Regions from separate parts of the Sus scrofa genome. Here all the other regions are linked to region 3. A link is a contact called in public Hi-C and HiChIP or PLAC-seq data. All regions are on one chromosome and are shown on one strand. The core of a region is the stretch at or near the end of the contact, and the rest is flanking DNA. Distances in the headings are between cores, read along the strand shown.

Evidence for each region. A called contact is a pair of places that touch in the nucleus more often than the background predicts. HiChIP or PLAC-seq counts read pairs in DNA pulled down with a chosen protein or histone mark.
Region 1: an H3K27ac HiChIP or PLAC-seq map of alveolar macrophages shows a contact between it and region 3. The contact joins the promoter of ACAT2 here to the promoter of SOD2 in region 3. A contact is called at or near these places in 1 of 5 promoter capture datasets (liver), 3 of 47 Hi-C or Micro-C datasets (embryonic fibroblasts and heart right ventricle) and 2 of 2 datasets of contacts at active chromatin or transcription factors (alveolar macrophages and skeletal muscle).
Region 2: a contact with region 3 is called in a Hi-C map of epiblast stem cells, with 3 times the contacts expected there. The contact joins the promoter of TCP1 here to the promoter of SOD2 in region 3. A contact is called at or near these places in 6 of 47 Hi-C or Micro-C datasets (alveolar macrophages, blood, embryonic fibroblasts and 3 more) and 1 of 2 datasets of contacts at active chromatin or transcription factors (alveolar macrophages).

The regions. Positions count from the first base shown.
Region 1 is chr1:7,610,092-7,614,964 of Sscrofa11.1, forward strand. ACAT2 (acetyl-CoA acetyltransferase, cytosolic) reads right to left here and starts at 2,770. Exons shown (of 9, transcript XM_001928345.4): 1 at 2,609-2,770; 2 at 1,760-1,894. The coding sequence starts at 2,663.
Region 2 is chr1:7,588,314-7,592,994 of Sscrofa11.1, forward strand. TCP1 (t-complex 1) reads left to right here and starts at 1,827. Exons shown (of 12, transcript NM_001243427.1): 1 at 1,827-2,075; 2 at 3,234-3,319; 3 at 3,530-3,658; 4 at 4,602-4,681. The coding sequence starts at 2,012. MRPL18 (39S ribosomal protein L18, mitochondrial) reads right to left here and starts at 1,724. Exons shown (of 4, transcript XM_003121109.4): 1 at 1,599-1,724; 2 at 378-564. The coding sequence starts at 1,674.
Region 3 is chr1:7,676,551-7,681,436 of Sscrofa11.1, forward strand. SOD2 (superoxide dismutase 2) reads left to right here and starts at 2,802. Exons shown (of 5, transcript NM_214127.2): 1 at 2,802-3,143; 2 at 3,498-3,700. The coding sequence starts at 3,121.

The DNA.
Region 1 (4,873 bases), core at 1,520-4,019, 66 kb before region 3:
GGTGCCCAGCACAGCAGGTTAAGGATCCAGTGTTGCTGCAGCTGCAGTTTAGGTCACGGCTGTGGCTGGAATGATCCCTAGCACAGGCATTGAATATGCCGTGGGGTGGCCAAAAAAGAAAAAAAAAAAAGAAACCTCTTATGTTCCCATCGAGACTCTGCAGTAGCAAACTTGACTAGTATCCATGAGGGCACAGGTTCGATCCCTGGCCTTGCTCAGTGGGTTAAGGAGTTGGCACTGCCTTGAGCTGTAGTGTAGGTCACAGATGCAGCTTGGATCCTGCGTTGCTGTGGCTGTGAAGTAAGCCGGCAGCTATTGCTTCGATTAGACCCCTAGCCTGGGAACATCCATATGCCACGGGTGTGGCCCTAAAAAGACAAAAAGACCAAAAAAAAAAAAAAAAAAAAAAAAAAAAGAAAGAAAAAAAACAAGAATTATGTGAAGATACCACAGAGGTGAGATGTGAAAGAGGTAACAGAGAAACCAGGGGTGGAGGCCGCTATGCCACTGACGAGGCTGAGCTGAGGGTCTGGGAAGAAGAAAGGCGGAAGTGGCCTAAGAGCAGCCAGCGGGGTGCTACCCATCTATTTAATGCCTTGGAGCAAGTGGCGTGCCTGATTTGTCCACAGGCCAAGTGAAGGAGAATGAGGAAGAGGAACTACAAAACTACGAAGGAGATGCACCGAAAAATGGGCCAGGTCTCAGATCAGGTCAGGACCAAGGTTGGCTGTAAGCATGAACCATTATCCCTATGAATAATTAGAATTTATGCAACCGAGTGTACGAGAAACTAGTTAGGAATAGCTAGGAACTATCAGTGGCCGTAGGTGTATAAGCCCAGCGGGAATCAGAAGTAAGCTGAAGCATTCCAGGTGGTTCACCGGTGCCCGCCCATCCAGGGGTGGTGACTCGCCCTTCCCTGGGAGAACCCACCTTGCCAGCTCAGAAGCGAGCCGTGTGTGGGCGGGGAACCGCCCTGACCTGTTCTGGGGAAGCCCTATTCCCACCACCTTGCACAGCTTTTGCTTGGAACTCAAGAGATTTGTGTTGGGTTGGATTCTGGCCGCACCCATGGCATGCACAGGTTCCCAGGCCAAAACCAAGTCGCAGCGGTGACAAAGCAGAATTCTTGACTCACTGAGCCACCAGGGAACTCCTCAAAGAATTTCAATACATTTTTATTGAATGTGTCCCACTTTAGGGAACTATGAAAGGCCCTGCATATACATTCTCTCATGCTTCAGGCTGATCCTGCTTCTAAAAACTGAAAAAGCAGGAAAAGATGGTGATCCAGGATCGCTCTATTTTTTTCTTTTTAGGGCCACACCCATGGCATATAGAGTTCCCAGGCTAGGGGTCCAGTAGGAGCTGTAGCCACTGGCCTTTGCCACTGCCGCAGCCACAGCCACGCTAGATCTGTACCATGTCTGCGGTCCACCACAGCTCACAGCAACGCTGGATCCTTAACCCTGAGCGAGGCCAGGGACTGAACCTGCGTCCTCATGGATGCTAGTCAGATTCACTTCCACTGAGCCACGACCGGAACCCCTAAGGAAAAGTATATTAAAGACGCTTAGTGTTCTGCTGAGAGAAGCTATTGATGGGGCTTGGCACAGGGACACCACGGAGTATTCTAACAGAGAGAACGCCGTCAGCAAACGTGCACAGACAAGAACTTAAGTTTCTGTGTGTTTGGAGGGGAGGGTTAATGGGCTGTTTCTAATAAACCTGACTTCTGCCTGGGTCACTGTGGAGTTACCTGCTGTCAAAACGTGTCCAAATATGACCTCTGATACCTCCTTGGGATCCACATTGGCCCTCTTCAGGACCTCTCTGATGACAGTCGAGCCCAGGTCATGGACAGGAACGGTGGACAAAGCACCATTGAAGGAGCCTAGAACAGAAGGGAAGGCGAGGGCAATGGGGAGGGCGCCCAGGGCAGCGGGAGCTGGCGGACCGGCGCTTTCCCCCTGCACAGGCGCCCACCGCAGCTCGTCCGGGCACAGAGAGGGGCGTGTGTGACTCGCAGCAGACGCACCCCGGGCAGGTGCCCCCCAGGGCGCGCCGGGAGGCTGCGGACCTGCAGAAAACCTGCCCATCCATTCCCGAAGTCTGAGAGGATGGGCGCAGCCCACGCCTCCCTAACAAAAAGGTTGACACTCTAGCGCATCCGGGACTCTTGAAATCTACACCGACACTGGGCAATTCTCACTAATCCTCCTTTACCTAACGCGACTCCTGCCCAGCGACCCGGCTGGGTCCACCGTCTCCATGCGCCTGTGGCCACAGGGCCGAGGTGGCGCTTCCAGGAGCTGGCCAATGAGGAGCGTCGCGAGAGAGCGACTCTCTTCGCCTCGCAACGGGACAGGCGGAGGGCGCAGTGGTCCCACCCAGGAAGCCAATCAAAGCACTCGGAATAGACAGGCCCTCACCAGGCGAGGAGGGGGGCGGGGAAACCCGACCGGCCGAGGAAGGCGCGAGACGGCGGGTTCCGAGGGTCCCGGAGGGCGAGGGGGGAAGTCCGGGGGGCGGGGAAGGGTGGGGTCCCTGAGATCCGGCCCGGCCGAGCTCTCAGCTCAGACCCCCGCCAGGCTTGCCGATCGCTCACCTATGACGGTCCGCGCCGCCGAGACGATGACCACGGGGTCCGAGCCTGCACTCATCCTTCTGCACAATCGAGCTCCTCCCGAGCTGGTGTGGACTCCACGCCGCGAGCGAGTGAGCAAAGCCCCGCCCTGCGGCTGAGAAGGCAACCCGGGGGGCGGGGCCTCAGACAGCTCTCCGCCCCCTCCTCCGCGGGCGCCAATGCGCAGGCGCGAGGGCGGAGTCGGGCGGGGCTGAGGGGGCCGCGGTCCCAGGACGCGCTGGTGGACCTCGGACACAGGCCTAAGCCCACCGCCAGTGTGGAGTTTAATCTGAGCAGCCCGGCGTTGTCGTTCCTGTCTTGACGTTTTTATTTGGGGGGATAAGGTTGTCTATTTTGAGCTTAGGTGGAGTCCTGCCACCTGCAGGCCTGCGGGCGGTTCTCATGTGCTTTTTGCTCGCTCTCGTGGCTTCCAAAGTTCTTTTGTGTTAATTCACTTAGGGGTTGACTTGGTTCTCTGGACTCCGCGCCCTTCTGTGGGGTTGGCCTTCTTAGCCTGGAAGATGAGCTGTAGCGGTGTGTGAGGAAGTCGCAGTGACTCAGTGTCCCCCAGATAAAGGGGTCCTCTGGTTGACAAGAGGGACAGTCTGGAAGGAGAGGAGCGTTAATAACAGGTTGGATCACTCTTCTGTTTAAAACCTTTTCCAATCTCCTATCCCCTACTGGGCAAGGTTCAAAATCTGTCAGTTTCCTTGGGAACCTCAATGCCTGGCCCCAGTCACTTTCCAGTCTCAGCTCTGGCTATTTCCCGTGGACGCAATCCTCAATGTAGTCTAATCTCCCAGAGCTCCCAGGGAGAGGTCTTGTTTTGTCTTTTTCTTCCGCTCTTTTTTTTTTGTACTTTTGTTTTTTATCGCAGAACCTGTGTCATATGGAAGTTCCCAGGCTAGCAGTCAAATTGGATCTACAGCTGCTAGCCTAGGCCACAGCCATAGCCTCGCCAGATCTGAGCCACATCTGCGACCTACATCACAGCTCCCAAGGCAATGCTGGATCCTTGACCCACTGAGCTAGGCCAGGGATTGAACCTGAGTCCTCATGGATACTAATCGGGTTCTTAACCTGCTCAGCCGCAAGGGGAACTCCAGTCTTTTGTTGTTGTTGTTGTTGTTGTTATTGTTGCTATTTCTTGGGCCGATCTCGCGGCATATGGAGGTTCCCAGGCTAAGGGTCGAATCGGAGCTGTAGCCACCGGCCTATGCCAGGGCCACAGCAACGCGGGATCCGAGCCGCGTCTGCAACCTACACCACAGCTCACGGCAACGCCGGATCGTTAACCCACTGAGCAAGGGCAGGGACCGAACCCGCAACCTCATGGTTCCTAGTCGGATTCGTTAACCACTGCGCCACGACGGGAACTCCGGGAACTCCAGTCTTATTCTCTCTAGCACCTGGGACAGTGTTGGACACACAGTAGGGACTTGCTTAATGCTTATCAAACAGATGTTAATGCATTTTCATGATATTATTCAAAAGCTTTAAGCATCCCCAGGGGCTGCATGTAGAGAGATTACGGTCTGCCACAGATGTGGAGATTTCCAAGCATTTGGGTAATTAACATTTACCATTATTAATTATTAATCCTGACAAAGTGTGTTTGAGTTAAGGTTAAGTCCTTGGGTGGGTTGATCAGTGATGGCTGGAATTTCAAAGCTATTTGGAGTACACTTATCCTGATTAAACCATTGTAATAATAATAATAAAAAAAAAAGAATTGGAGTTCCCATTGTGGCGCAGTGGTTAACGAATCCGATGAGGAACCATGAGGTTGTGGATTGGATCCCCGGCCTTGCTCAGTGAGTTAAGGAAGGATCCGGCGTTGCCGTGAGCTGTGGTGTAGGTTGCAGACATGGCTTGGATCCTGTGTTGCTGTGGCTCTGGCGTAGGCCGGTGGCTATAGCTCCAATTAGACCCCTACTCTGGGAATCACCATATGCCTCGGGAACGGCCCTAGAAAAGGCAAAAAGACAAAAAAAAAAAAAAAAAAAGAATAGATGATATTTTGCACGGCTCTCCATGAACCCAGATATAATGTTTGATTCCCAGCATCCATTTTACTCCAAATAATTAATCTGAGCCCTGGACAGTGATTCCAGAATGGACATGTGACTTAATCTTGGCCACAAAAAATGTGAAGGGAAGCTTGCTGGGCGGCTCCGGGAAAGGTCCTCTCACTTCCATGAGTTACAAAGATGGATCCTTTTTCCCTCTGGACGTTGTGGTGTCTGG
Region 2 (4,681 bases), core at 577-3,076, 89 kb before region 3:
TATTCCACCTTACTCTATCCACTCCTTGGCCTTCTGAGCTCCAAGTACACATGACTTTCAGTTCCTCAAACACACCAAGCTCATGACCACTCTAGGTGTCTCCTCTGCTGGGAGTGTTCTTGGCAGTTTGACCTCTCCCAATTTTCAGAGGGGTGCGAGAACGCGAGCAGTCCCCCACTCTAACATCATCCTCTTTAAATTTTCTCCATGACACCTATTCATTGTTTGTTTGCCCCTCACCCCAGATCCACTACAAGTTGGCTTTCTGAGGGAAGAGTCGCCAGCCATACCTGTCACAGTCCTTAAAAGAACGGGTGAAAGCAATTTGTAGGGCACCTTGCACCGCTCTGTGGTCAATAACTAGCAGACTTAATTACCTGTGCCAGAACTCACGGGACGGCCACACTGTCCCCCAACCCCGCTCTTTTCTGGCTACTGCTAAGAGCTCCAAATTCCGGGGGTTCCGGTTGGTGAACTCTGGGGCAACAGCTTCATTTTCCACAGGGTCCGTTTCAGGGTTCGTCGCTGGCTTACAACTGGTTGAGAGCGCTGCCGCCCGACACCCTAAGAATGGAATCAACCACGATGATCTCACAAAATGATGAATTCGACAACACAGGGATATGATCTAACCTGTCCCCATCCTCTCTCCTCAGTCTTTGAGCGCAAGAAAGGGGACAAAAAGCTGTGTGGACACGGGGTGTGGTCATCACAGCCATTGGTCTGCAACTTTCTACTAGAGCCATCACAATTAACTGGTTTACTTTTCGATGGGGAATGTCGACTACGAAATACGACTTGCATGTGCACACTGGTTGTGCGAACCTGGGGAGAAATCTAAGAGAAGTGGTAAGATGAATTACCCGGGTTCCTGCAAATCGACAACAACGCCCAGAATCGCGACCGAAGCGCCATCGTTGAGGGAATCGCAAACAAAGCCTCGGGCAGACCAGGCCTCTTTCCTCACTGGGGTCCCAGAGGTTCGCTGGGCGCAGCCATGTTTACTTAGGGAAAAGCCTAAGGCTCACGTAAGGTCATCGACGCCTCGACAGGAACCAACAAGCCCCCCGCCGCTGAGTGGTAGAGAGTGCAATCTGTCATCTCCGTTCCTCCAATCAGCGCTTACGCTGGGGGCGCACGCAGGCGTCGGAACCAACCAAACACTTAGCAGCAACAAACTTCCGGGGAGGGCGCGAGCCGTTAAGTAGAGGACGCTTGTTGTCGGCGTCCGGCGTCTCGGGCACGCAAGGCAGCATGTGTTCTCTCTTTGGGCCCTCGGGTTGGAAGGCGTGGATTGACCATTGTCAGGCACCCCTCTCCACACACGTGGGGGAGAAGGGGCAACGCAGGACGCACGCCCTTCTCTTTAAAAAGGGTGGCTGTCGTTTTCCCGTAGGGCCCATGGAAAACCTTGCCCCGTCCCATCCAGATTCGAGCTTTTACTTATGAGTCCGGAAACAAAAAGAGACTCGCTGCGTGCTCTTCGTGCGAGCTCCATTTAAAGGAAAACAAACTATAAACAAAGACTCGGAACCCCAGGTCTACCTCAAACGGCCCCGCCCACCCCGTCCCCCGTCACTCTCCAAGCCCCGCCTTACCTTTTCTAGAAGGCACTAGAAAGTGCAAACGCGCGTGCGCAACCTGTTTCAGAGGAACGCTTGAGCGTAGCACCATCTTCCGCCAGCGGTCCAAGTTCCTGACTTCCGACCTCCTACCTTCGCGCCGTTCTCATTCGCTTTCTAATTGGGCGAACGGCTGGACCCGCCCTCCTTCCGGCTCCTTACTTCCTGCGCGTTCAAGCTTCTCGAACCCTCCGCCCCCACCTTTCTTTCCCGTCCTGCCCCGCGGCCTGGCCGGGGCGTGGGGCGGTGCTGGTGAGCGAGGAGCGGCGTTCCCAGCATCCTCCGCGGCGCCGCTGAGGACCGTTCCACGCCGTTGCCGCCCGGCCGGAGCACCGCGCCGCAGGTTGCCCTCGGTGTGCCCGAAACTCGACGTGTACCCTGCCGCGAGGATGGAGGGGCCTTTGTCCGTGTTCGGGGACCGCAGCACTGGGGAGGCGATCCGCTCCCAGAACGGTAAGGGCGGGCGAGGCCTGTCTGGGGCCCGCAGCGGTGCGCCGGATTCCCCTCGGCCGTCGTCCTTTTGCCTTTTCTCTCCGAAAAGGGGCCCCCGGGAGGCGCCAGCGCGGGATCGCAGCCCCGGCCGGCCTCTCCGCTTCGGGGTGGCGGCGCCCTCTTCCCGGAGGGAAGGAGTTCCCAAGAGCCGGCACGTTTTTAACGGGAACCGCTCGGATGCTGCGGTCGGCCGGGGAGGCCCGGCCCTGGGCCTGAGAAGCACTCCCCGGCCTGGCGAGGGTTCCGCGCACTGACACGTGCGGCCACGCCTTGAGTTCTTGGGGCCGGTGCCCCGCGCGTTTGGGGCGTCCATCCCAACTTCTGGGTCTCATTTTAGCGTTGCTGATCAGAAAAGACAGCCTTAATTGCTGCTCTTATTGGTGAGCGAATGGCCCCACAGTTCAGAAGACAAGCCCGTTGCACACCACCGGTTGTCATCTGGAGTTAGATGCGGTGTCCCCACCTGTCGTTGGTCACATTTGGTAATAGTTGGCTAATGAAATTTGTTGAATGTTAGGGTAAGATTAAAATGAGTTTATCTACTGAACTTCAGCCCGTTAAAGCATTTGTGGTTGAGCCTCTCTTGAGACTGTTTACACTTTGAAGCCCTGCATGCCAGGTTCCAGCCGGTCTCTAGTCGATCTTAGGGTTATTTTGATAGATTCCTACGTGATTTTTGTAGTGGTGGAGTTTGTAGTATAGTCATAACCTCTGGATTTCTGCTTTTTTGAGTCACAGATAAAGGATTATTAATCTCAATAGACCTTTTTTTCTTTAAAAGAGTTGCCAGAACGTGCAGGAAAAGGCTTAAATATATATTTATCTTTTTCTGTTTTGTGTGATGTGACAGAACCTGAAATGACTAGTAGATATATTTTTTTAATTGTATGCAGCAATTAAGTGGATATTCACTTGGCACCTGTTTTGCAGTTGAATTCAAACTGAACTTTACTGGTTACTCTCCCTCCCCATCAGAGACTTTAGCTAATTTCCAAATTTGGACAGATTTGCAGATTTGAGAAATTCAGAGGCTGTTGGATATCCTTTATGTTTTGGGGAGCTGAAATGCTTGTCTCTTGGAATCCCGGGTTTTTCTAATTTCTTTTTTCATTTCTACAGTCATGGCTGCGGCTTCGATTGCTAATATTGTGAAAAGTTCTCTTGGTCCAGTCGGCCTGGATAAAATGTTAGTGGATGATATTGGTGTAAGTACGTCTAAATGTTGTGTTAGTCACTTTAAAGGGAAAAAAAGAGCATTTGTAAATACTTTGCTGTGTAAGTTACTTGTTTTTATTAGAATGGTTTTGGGAAGTCTAGTAAAGGTGAATGTATCGTAATGGGACTGTGCTAACTTAGAGGGTATTCTGTTTCTATAGGTGATTGTGTCATTTTTTCCCTCCCTGGAAATTTCTTAGGATGTAACCATAACTAACGATGGTGCAACCATCTTGAAGTTACTGGAGGTAGAACATCCTGCAGCCAAAGTTCTCTGTGAGCTAGCTGATCTGCAAGACAAAGAAGTGGGGGATGGAACCACCTCTGTGGTAGGTAAAGACTAGTGGCCGAGGACTAGTTTTTGTCCTTAAACTTTCAGAGTAAAGGCATAACCCTCCTAAGAAACTCCTCTGCTTCTGAGTCAGAAGTAATTTACATACTTGAGATGGAGAAAATTTAAGTTGTTTTAGGGGTAGTGATTCAGAAAATTTGAAAACTCATGGTTAGGGCTAATTTGTACAACTCAAGTAGGGGGGGAAAAGCATAGTTCTTGTTTTAAATTTTCTACAACTTTTATGCATTTTTTCCCCTTGGGCTGTGCTTATATTAAAGCATCACGCATCTGTTGAATGGTTTCTTTTGAAGAAGAAAAATGTTATTTATTTCTCTTTTTACAGTCTGAGGCTTAGAAATTTCTAAAACCTTCCCAGGTGTTTAAAGACAAGATGTTTTTATATTTTAAATGCTGACAGGCAGTCTCACAAGTTCAAGAAATCTGGTAAATATGTGATCAGTAATATGACATAAACCTGAAGATGGACCAACACTGTGATGTGTTATAGAGACGCTGTTATGTAGTAATGAACAAATAATTTGCTCTACAGAAGCAAGCAGTAGTGGGGGGGGGGCATCTCTTTCTGGATTAAACTTTAAGCTATGAAAGAATGGAATCTAGCTCTTCTGAAATAATGGAAATGGTTTTTGCTAGTAACTGTTCATAGTAATATAGTTTTTTAAATGACTTTAATTTTCTCAAAAGAAATAGATGAGGGTTTTTTTGGTGTTTTTAAATGAAAATAATTTTGGTGTTCTCAGAAGGATTTTTTTAAAGTTTTATTGCTGTGCGGTTGGTTTACAGGATTGTGATAATGAGGTAGCCTTTTCACTGTCTTTACTTTGTGGTGATGAACATCTGATGCGTGGCAGTGTTTTTATGTGTGCGCCGTCCATGATGTCAGGCTAACATGAGAGCAATGAATGTTCTCTCTGCAGGTTATTATTGCAGCAGAACTGCTGAAAAATGCGGATGAACTAGTCAAACAGAAAATCCATCCCACATCAGTTATTAGTGG
Region 3 (4,886 bases), core at 1,552-4,051:
GCAAATATGTTTCATAGAAGGATATATGGCAGAGACTGCAATTCTTCAATCCACTACTCATTTTCCCTTTAGATAAAGAATTCCACATTTTTTTAGACTGGAAATGTGCACAGCTAAATGACTATATTTCCCAACCTCCTCTGCAGCTAGGCACAGCTTTTTACTTAAATGCTTTTTATTTTAAAGAAATTTCTTTTTTCTTTTAGGACCTCACTGAGGCATATGGAAATTCCCAGGCTAGGGGTCAAATCAGAGCTGCATCTGCGACCTATGCCACAGCCACAGCAATGCTAGATCCTTAACCCCCTGAGTGAAGCCAGGGATTGAACCCCTATCCTCAGGGACACTATGTTGTGTCCTTAACCTGCTGAGCCACAACGGGAACTCCATCTTCTACCTAAATTCTGAGTGGAATCTGTTGAGTCTGCCATAAAGGATCTGTAAACAGGGGACAGCTGGGACCCACCTTTTGTCCCTCTTTCTTCATGGAAAGGAGGTGAGATGGTTGGTGCTCTAGAAGCTATTATAGATCATGAGGCAAATGAGGACAGAGATGGCATCTTGTTGACATCATGGCACTGTCACCCCAGCCCTAGACTACCTGCTCCAGATCTCTTTTGCACGAGGGAATACACTCCTGTGTTTGAGACACCGTGGGTGGATCTGTTAGTAGAATGTGAATGCAAATAATAAATGGCTCAAAATCATTTCATCTTAACCCACGTTTTGCTTCCTCCAGCCAATATGTTGGTCTAGACTGTGGCGGGTCTGCAGATGGCTGTGAAGTAGTCTTGGGAAGTTTATGGAAGGGAAATTCCTCATAGTGGTGCCCTGATGTGGCAGGTGACCTCCTGAGCTGGCTGGAGGCATCTGGGACAGACCCTGGTCAACTATAATCCATCTCCTTGGGCCAACTGAAGGAGTACTTCTTACAGTGGTCAACTACAAAAGAAAAAGAGGCCTGTTTATGGAGTGTAAGAAATTTCTCAGTACCTGCTGTACCCTCCCCCCACCCCCGAACCCTTGGTCTCAATCCCAGTTGCTCTCAGAGTTGGAGTAGTCTTCTGGAAGGATGTAGCTGAGGCAGATATGATGTTAGAGTCACTTTTACTTGACTGCAAATGTCACTTTTCGACACCCCAATCTTTACTGCTTGCTCAAAAGGGCATGTCCTGGGGGTGTGTGTTAATTTCAATCTCAAAGTGTCATCATTTGTTCAAAGAACATCGATTCAGCCTGATGGGGCTCAGTCTCCTTAGAGTGATATTTTGTTCTTACTAGAACTAGCCCTTTTATTAGTGACTGATCTGTCACTGAATTCTATTGTTTCATCCTGCTAAGTGGCCCGTTTTTCTGGTTCCTACAGCTAGTACCCTAAAATCGGCTCTGAGTATCTCATGCTAGGATTCTTGCAACAGCTTTCTAACTAGCCTGTGCCTCTAATTAAGGTGCAGACTCCCTTGCCTGAAAAACTATTTTCAGTGTGCCTCATTTCAGCTAAAATGCTCCTCAGTTTCCCATTACTAAGCACATGTTTGAGATTTATTTATTATGGCCGCACCTGAGGTATACGGAGGTTCCCAGGCTAGGGGTCGAATGGGAGCTGCAGCTGCCGGCCTACACCACAGCCATAGCAACATTGGATCCAAGCTGCGTCTGTAACCTATGCCATGGCTCATGACAACCCCAGATCCTTAAGCCATTGAGTGAAGCTAGTGATTGAACCTGCCTCTTCGTGGACACTATGCTGGGTTCTTAACCCACTGAGCCACAATGGGAACTCCCTATGTTCGAGTTTTAAGGACATCTGTCACCTGGTCCCAACCTGAAATGCCTCATTCCTCCGATCACATACCCTTACCTTCACCTGACTATCAGCCAACCCCACCTTCTTGCTGTGAAGCCTTGCTCAGTGGTTCCCCTTTGCTGTCCCCTAGTCATGCCAAAGCCTAGTCATCCTTGGGTCATGGGTGGGGTGAGGGTGGAAGAAAGTAACTGACATCCTATTCAGCACTTTTTAATCTGTTTCCTTTTATATTATTCTGTTCAGCGAAGACCCAACTCAGGCCAGTGTAAAGCCTTCCTAACTTCTATTCCTAGCTTCTATACAGGGAGGATTTACACAATGCAGGATTGTTTTTTTAATTGTTGACAAAGCACTTAATACTTGGAGCTCATTAGATATATGACACCTCGCAGGAAAGACTCCTCCGTTGTACTTTTATATTCTCCCAAAGACGCTCAAGACCTCGCTGCTAAGGCTTAATAATCAAGACAGTATGAATTCTGGATTCTAATCCAGACTCTTTCACTTACTAACGGTGTGACCAGGACAACTTGCCTAACTTCATAGAGTTTATTAACAGTTGCCTGGAATCAATGATACCTACCCTAAGGGTGAAATAAATATAATTGTAAACCATGCAGCTCAGTCCCTGCCACATCCTGGGTGCTCAGTAATACTATTATCAGGCCTGGCGGAGGTCCCAAGGTCAGTTTACTCGGAAAGCAAGGTCACTCTGGGCAGTGGTTGGAGGGGCACTGGCCCTACATCTTAGCAGCGCCAGGGCCGGCCTTCCAGGGGGACCTTGCCCTCTGGAGCAGGTCGCGTGACCCAGAGGCTTCCCCCCCACCGCGGTGACAGGGAAGAAACCGGGACGCTAGTGCAGGAGCACAACGCCCTTGCTTGTCCGCGGGCAGAGTCCCCCACCTGCAGGCCCTGCAGGGCCGCGCCTTCGTGCGGAGGAGGGGGAGGCTTAGGGCCATACCATCTCATATGAGGGGGGGACTGCGACCTTCCATTTGGCAACACGCTCGGAAGCCCGGCAAGAAGGGGCACCACGTTCGCGCGGCAGCTGGAAAAAGTGCAGGTGCCCCAGTTCTTGCGTCCCCTGAGCCCAGAACGCGGGTGCGGCGCGGTCGGGCAGAGCCCGGGGCTTCCCCCCCCCCCGCCCCCGGATTGGAAACGGCGGAAACAGGGGGCGGGGCCGAGGCGGGCGTAGGGGGCGGAGCCACGGCGGCGGCTATGTCCTTGTAGCGCGTCTCGGGACACGAGTTCAGCCGGTCGGTCCGAGCAGCCCGGCGGCTGGAATTCTGAGGGTCCAGCGGGCGGCGATCACCATGTTGTGCAGGGCGGCGTGCAGGTGAGCGCCGGGCAGCGGGAGCAGCCGGGACAAGGCCCGCCGAGCCGCCCGCCCGCGCTTCTGCCTCCCCGCTCGCGCCGGCCCCGCGGCGTCCAGAGCACTTTGGGGGCCCAGGCGTTACGGAGACGCTGCGGGCGGCCGGGCCTCAGGGCAGGTGTCCGCTGAGCACGTCCAGGTGCCGCCGAAGCGCTGGACCTCAGCGTTAATTTAATGCTTCCAAGACTGGACGGCTAGCGGGCCAACGATAGGAAGGCCAGGGTGCGCGGGTCCTTCCAGCCGGGTCTGCGGAGACGGGCACGCGGCTGAAAGGGAGCTGCCCGCTCGAGCAGATCCGGCTGTTTGCTTTCTTTCCAGCTCGAGCAGGAATCTGGTGCCGGCTTTGGGGGTCCTGGGTTCCCGGCAGAAGCACACCCTCCCCGACCTGCCGTACGACTATGGCGCCCTGGAGCCGCACATCAACGCCCAGATCATGCAACTGCACCACAGCAAGCACCACGCGGCCTACGTGAACAACCTGAACGTCGTGGAGGAGAAGTACCAGGAGGCGCTGAAAAAGGGTAGGTGCCCAGGGGCCCTGCTTTGAGAAGCTGGCCGCGGGGAAGGGTGGCCGCGAGGCGTGTCTCGGTACGGAGATGCCCCTCGGTTCGTAGAAGCGCTTCACGTGTTTGTGCTTTGACTCAGGGGGTGGAATTCACGTGGGGAACATCGGTTGCCTGGGCAACTGAGACAGGCTCGCGTCGAATTGCTATGATTTGCAATTTGCTGAAAATATAATAGGGAGTATTTTTGACAAAGAGCGCAGGTGACAAAACCAGTAATGCGGAGACTTTTTTGTGCTTTGCGTCAGGGGGTTATGTATGGGGCTACTGGGTTTTAACGTTTCTATACAAAAGAGTATTTCACTTTCTTAGCTAACAGTCGTGGTTTGCACGAGGGAAATAATTGACAGCCCTGTTTCCAGGCTGTATGTATGGCTGAAGCTACGCAGTTACAAGTGTATTTTTTTCTTAAATATGTCTTTATTGAATTTCAGTTCTGTGGAATTCGTCGAGTAAATTTTAGACAGTGACATCTTTAAAAAAATTATTGTCTTGCAGTTTCGTTGATTTACAATGTTACATTAATTGCCGCTCTCCAGCGGAGTGATTCACTTATACACATACATATATTCTTTTTCATATTCTTTTTCATTAAGGTTTATCACAGGATATTGAGTATAGTTCCCGTGCTATGCGGTAGGACCGTGTTGTTTCTCCATCCTGTGTATAAGAGCTTGCACCTGCTGACTCCAAACTCCCAATCCCTCCCTCCCCAACTCCCATCCCCCTTGGCATGTGAGTTTGCGAGTCTGGTTTGTAGATCACTTCTCGGGACGGTGACATCTTGCTGACTGGGGGCATCTAGTGGAAAAATGCAGTATTTCAGCCTGTGCATGACGTAGTTAAGTAAACGAAGAGAAGAGGAAGTTACCATGTTCTGGAAGATTTTCCTGTGACCCTCAGAGGGACCTCAAATTGGGGAAAGGAAGGGTTTGAGTCCGGGAAAAGGCTCTATGATTGAGGAAAAAAACAAACGCGGGAAGAATGTGGTAATAGGGAGGGGATGGGTAAATCCCAGTTGTGAAAGTATTTCCTCCGTGACAGCAGCTGACAGCCCCAAATCTTTCTCTTCAAGAGTTTACAAACAGCTTAATCTCAGCCCTTTTCTTGTGCAATCAAAGCTTCACTTGTTTAATGAAAGCCA